Regions from separate parts of the Gasterosteus aculeatus genome. Here region 2 is linked to region 1. Evidence: chromatin contacts called from public Hi-C data. All regions are on one chromosome and are shown on one strand. Each heading gives the region's core, a stretch centred on a gene start, on an enhancer-like site or on the middle of the called end of the contact. The rest is flanking DNA. Distances are from core to core; before and after follow the strand shown. Region 1 overlaps pdzrn3b (PDZ domain containing RING finger 3b). Region 2 has its middle 16 kb from the start of rybpb.

Evidence for each region. A called contact is a pair of places that touch in the nucleus more often than the background predicts.
Region 2: a contact with region 1 is called in a Hi-C map of skeletal muscle, with 2.4 times the contacts expected there. The contact joins two enhancer-like sites. A contact is called at or near these places in 3 of 6 Hi-C or Micro-C datasets (skeletal muscle and whole body).

What each region holds. Positions count from the first base shown.
Region 1 is chr17:20,813,237-20,815,936 of fGasAcu3.hap1.1, reverse strand. The region is part of intron 2 of pdzrn3b (PDZ domain containing RING finger 3b); the gene reads right to left. Among protein-coding and RNA genes, the nearest start is that of pdzrn3b, 37 kb to the right of the region's middle. Within about 2 kb of position 1,381, at least 2 of the 9 cell types and tissues checked have open chromatin away from gene starts, as enhancers often do.
Region 2 is chr17:20,918,889-20,921,588 of fGasAcu3.hap1.1, reverse strand. No RefSeq gene overlaps it. Among protein-coding and RNA genes, the nearest start is that of rybpb, 16 kb to the right of the region's middle. Within about 2 kb of position 1,363, at least 1 of the 9 cell types and tissues checked has open chromatin away from gene starts, as enhancers often do.

The DNA of each region.
Region 1 (2,700 bases), core at 132-2,631:
GCGCATTGTGCAGCGCGCTCAGCCGCCTCCGCGTGGGAACATATTGTACACGGAGCAGACGCACTCTACTACTGCTGGACCTTCATTGAGCACAATTTTACAATATTCCATTCGTCACTACTACTGAAGATTTTCACATGAAATTACATGTTTGCAGCCAGGAACAACATTCTTTAAGAATAAATATCTGAGAATATTTGCATTTAGCAACTGCTTCTCTTTATACTGGTTGTTTTTAATGGTGGAGTCTGCCACTGGTATCCAACACCAATTGATGCCATTTTAAATCATAAACCTAATGTTTAACCTTTGTTATTCCGTTTACCGGTTGTATACAGTGTACTCGTCGTGGGGAGTACTACTCTCTCTTTGGATGTTCAAAGTAAATAATGAATCCAGACGATCGCTGCAAACGTTTCCTGGTTTGGGGATCGAATATTTCAGCAGGCCTGCCATTCAAACTCTGTGCAGCTGGAAGTAATCAGGCGTATTGGGCCTGAGCAAAGAGGTTATCCAGTTGCATCATGGGAAATGAAGGATGCAGTATTCTTGGGACTTCAAGAAATCTGGGATCCGGTGGCTCAATTTGGATCATTCTTTCTTTGGACTTTCTACGGACTACAAGGCGAGTCAACATGAACAAAACCATGTTAGTTATGTAAATCACAACTTTTGCAGTGTCGCTTTAGTATCCAAAACACCACTTGAAAGAAATTTAATTAATATTAATTAATATTTGTACTGCGAGTGCCTGAACAATACTGAATCACTGGTGCAACTCCAAGATAAAAAATAGAACTTATTGCTAAATTGTAATTGAACAACATCATATGATTACTTTTAATTATAATGCTCAAGACATTGACGTTAGCCAAAAATAACAACGGGCTATGAGGAAAGGAAAGGACCTCTCTAATGTATGACCTCCTTCAACGTGGTCCTCGTAAAGACAACACCTTTTTCCATCTGGGCAACGGCCACCTGATCCGAAGCTCGGTTTCGTAGCTGCATGCTGGGATTTAAATAGTGAATGATCTGACCAATCCCGTCCCCGAGTTGGAGGAATGCGCCCTTGTGTGTGAGCCGCTCGGGGGGTTTACGCAACGTACAAGCAGAGGATTTGTATCCGGCTGTGCTGGAGTCCAGCGGGGATAAATTAAGAGGTGGGCTACACACTGCTGGAACTCTTCTTCAACCCAGGATCTCTTGCAACAGCCCGGCCCATTTTCACGTGATCGTCTCCTAGATAAACGTGAGTGACCCCGCGTTCGTTTCCAAAGGGCTTTAACCAGCGATTTGGCAGTTCCGGAGGGTAAAGTGGCATTTGAGCCAGATCCGTCAGCACGATGGCAGCCAGTTACGACTTGCTGTCACTCCACCGTGCCAAGACGCTGCCGTCATTCACCCCGATGAGCCGCTCCTCGCCTGCCGAGGTGTAATTCCCGTTCCTCTGACCCTTTCGTGAAAGTCATCAGCTGATCAGCGAACGCCAACCCCCCCCCTCCCACCCGCCCCGCTCTCTCTTCACTGATTGAGCGGATTTGGAAAGAGAAAGACAGAGGGAGAAAGAAAACACGAGAGAGAGAAGTTGATGAAGAACACATGCTTACGCACAGAGACAACCCGGGGGGGGGGGGGCAGCCAGTCCGTCAATGGTAATGTAGGCAGAGCACAATCAGAGCGGCAGATGGCACTGGAAGCATGGAAGCGTCTGGGAATGTGGGGGGCTAAGACGAGGCTCATTATCACCTCCCACTGCATCGCATGGCGCCCCCCCCCCCCCCCTCCATCACCAGCCGGGCCTGATAACGCTGCATTACTCCCCCCTCCCAATCCAACTGTAGTAAACTCCAATGGGACGGTGCAAAGCTCTAAACTTCAGACCTTCTTACCCAAACCCCTTCTGAACACTGGTCCTAGAAGGAGACTTTACCCGCGGCCCGACCTGCCTTTTAACCTCCGGCCCGACCCGTCTTCCACCGTGCATCTTCATACCGCCAACACCAAACTGCATAAACAGCCCCAATCAGTGCAGGTTTGGTCGACTTTGACAGACGTGCTGCTGCTGACCACCCACAAAACTACTAATTTCAGAGCATTTAATGGAGCAAATGCGATCGTAACGGTTTATAAATACTGAGGGGTACCTCAAGCCCTGCTCGGTCGTAAACCCAAAATGCAATTGAGGGCGGTTAGCAGCCAGGCAGGCCGGAATGCGATCCCTATCTGAGGTCGTGACTGCGCGGTTGTGTGTAACGGAGAGCAAGTGCAAGCCAGCAGAACTATCGACGGTTAAGGATGTGCGGTCTGGCCAGAGTGGATGAAGGCCTGGAAGGGAAATGAGGTCGAATGTTGAGACGGCACGACGTGCTCCGTTGTTCGCTCCCAACGGTCGGAGGGTCGGCCGGCCCTCTAGGGAACCAGTTCAAATGCCCTATTTAACCGAGGCACCGAAATACACCCTCAACGTGGTTTCAGGGGGTGACGCAGCTGTTTCTCCTCAGGAAACGCAAACCTAATGTGCAAAACAGTGATGATGTCAGTCATCACTGGCAGCGCGAGGACGGGGTTTGGTCACGAGGAATGGCCCCGGGTTTCAAATGTGGTGGATCAGAGTTCAGAACGTAGGATATTAACTGGGCTTCCTTGCAGCTCAAGTTGCGGGCTCTTGAGCTTGGAACCTTATTCTCAGTGGAAAGA
Region 2 (2,700 bases), core at 114-2,613, 110 kb before region 1:
ATAAAGGGTGAAGGGATAAAGGGATGAAAGATGAAGGGATGAAGGGTGAGGGGTGAAGGGATGAGGGATGAAGGGTGAGGGGATGAAGGGTGAAGGGATGAAGGGATAAAGGGTGAGGGGTGAAGGGATGAGGGATGAAGGGTGAGGGATGAAGGGTGAGGGGATGAAAGATGAAGGGATGAAGGGATGAAGGGTGAGGGGTAAAGGGATGAGGGATGAAGGGTGAGGGGATGAAAGATGAAGGGATGAAGGGTGAGGGGTAAAGGGATGAGGGATGAAGGGTGAGGGGATGAAGGGTGAAGGGATGAAGGGTGAGGGGTGAAGGGATGAGGGATGAAGGGTGAGGGGATGAAGGGATAAAGGGTGAGGGGTGAAGGGATGAAGGGTGAGGGATGAAGGGTGAGGGGATGAAGGGTGAGGGGTGAAGGGATGAGGGATGAAGGGTGAGGGGTGAAGGGTGAGGGATGAAGGGTGAAGGGATGAGGGTGAGGGGTGAAGGGATGAGGGTGAGGGGTGAAGGGATGAGGGTGAAGGGATGAAGGGTGAGGGGTGAAGGGATGAGGGTGAGGGGTGAAGGGATGAGGGTGAGGGGTGAAGGGATGAGGGATGAAGGGATGAGGGTGAAGGGATGAAGGGTGAGGGGTGAAGGGATGAAGGGTGAGGTGTGAAGGGATGAGGGTGAGGGGTGAAGGGATGAGGGTGAAGGGATGAGGGTGAGGGGTGAAGGTGAGGGGTGAAGGGATGAAGGGATGAAGGGATGAGGGTGAGGGGTGAAGGGATGAGGGTGAGGGGTGAAGGGATGAGGGTGAGGGGTGAAGGGATGAAGGGATGAGGGGTGAAGGGATGAGGGTGAGGGGTGAAGGGTGAGGGGTGAAGGGATGAGGGTGAGGGGTGAAGGGATGAGGGTGAAGTCCGGGATGAGCAGACGATGTGGAGGAATGAGTGAAGAAGTTCTTTCCCTTTAAGTCCTTCTAACTGCTTTCAAACCGTCGCTCTTCCTGGAAGTAGAAAGAATTCAGACCCGTAAATATTTGTCTATCATGATTCAACACTTATTAAAAGAACCTATTATCTATGATTCATCAAAACCCTTAATTTGACACACTGCTTGATACAAAGAAAAGGAATAAAATGAATAATCTCAGCTATAAAGCTTTTGTAGAATGTAAAGAACTTTTTGTTAAACTATTTTAGCTTTGAAAAACAAACGGAGGAACGGTGCGTTTGAGACCGTCGGGAAAAGCCGTTGTCTCCCTCGTGTCTCATGTGTCTCTGCCCTCCGGGGGGGACGAGGGGGGGGCGAGGAGGGGGGCTTCCTCCACTACAGTCACACACTCTCCAAGACACATCAATCAAAAGCCTGCCGCCTCAAAGCCACAACACTTCCTGTCATGTGATGACGTAGAAACAGCCAAAGATGTGAACTCACATGCGTCCTGAGTCGCTTCTTTCTCTCTTTATTAAAGGACACACAGCAGCCAGGAAATCAGATAACTTTAACAATTTTATTTGTGAAAAACTACAAGCAAAATTCATAAATAGACGTTTCTATTTGAAGCAGAGGGGGGAGAAACAAAAGATCAGGTTAGCCTATAAGCGCAAAGTCGTGCACATGCCAGAAACATGTAGTATTTTAACATTATAAGCCAGACAAGGATCTGCTGGAAATGCTGCATACATTTCCACACCAGCAACATAATGTGACCCTTTCACGAGGGGAAACAATGACACATCAGCTAGAAGTCTGAAAAATAACAAAACTGCATTAAACAAAGAATGGATTATTGTGTTGTCCCTAAAACTTTTTTTTTTTGTCCTTTTTTGTCACTTTTTTTAAAACCCGAGCAATAACTTTGAAATCATTTTACAAGACATCGTTATAGCAAGAAATGGGTGCGTGTAATACACTTAATTGTAAATTCACGGTAAAGGTTATACAGTCAGTAAACAAGCCTTCTATATTTGGGTCTCTGACAAACATAAGCTCAAATATGTAACCATCTTTACACAGTAAATTAAGGTTACTGGTCGCACACAAGAACAGAACTGCTTGCGTGGGAAAGAAAAGACTTCGATGCCATCATTCATAGTGTTTTAAAATTCTATGTACAAGCAATAATTCATATACGCAGCAAATGGCCATTTGTCAATAATTTAACAATGAATGCTCTGTTGAAACTCAGTCAAGTGAATGTTGGCGATAAGGCAGGTGTACAGACGGCTTCTTAAGCCCATTTCTAACACATTGCATTACAAAGCAGAGTTTGTTGGGTTTTTCTCGACGTTCCCATGTTTCCCTTATTTCTTTTCTTCTATTCACATTGCTTTTCCTCACTGAACACTGACTCCATATTTGTATGCGATAAAGTACATAATTACATATTAACCACAGCTTTAGAAGAGCAGAGAGAAAAAGAACAACAATAACTCATGAGCATCTCTTGGACGCGTACGTGTGAACGCCGTCCGTCACCTCGCAGCCTGAGGTTGAATGAGGTCCTTTGAGATGGGGGGGGGGGGCCTCACCTAACTGTGGTTTAGTGGCTCTGGGAGCAGCACAATGGGTGAGTTGGGGGGTGTTTCATGCACTGTGGTAGTCCAGCACCGTGGGGGGGTCGCTTACTGAGGACACACCGCTTATCCCTCCCCCGCTTCTCACCGCCACCCCCCCCCCGAGGGGGCGGAGTCTGGCTCGCAGCG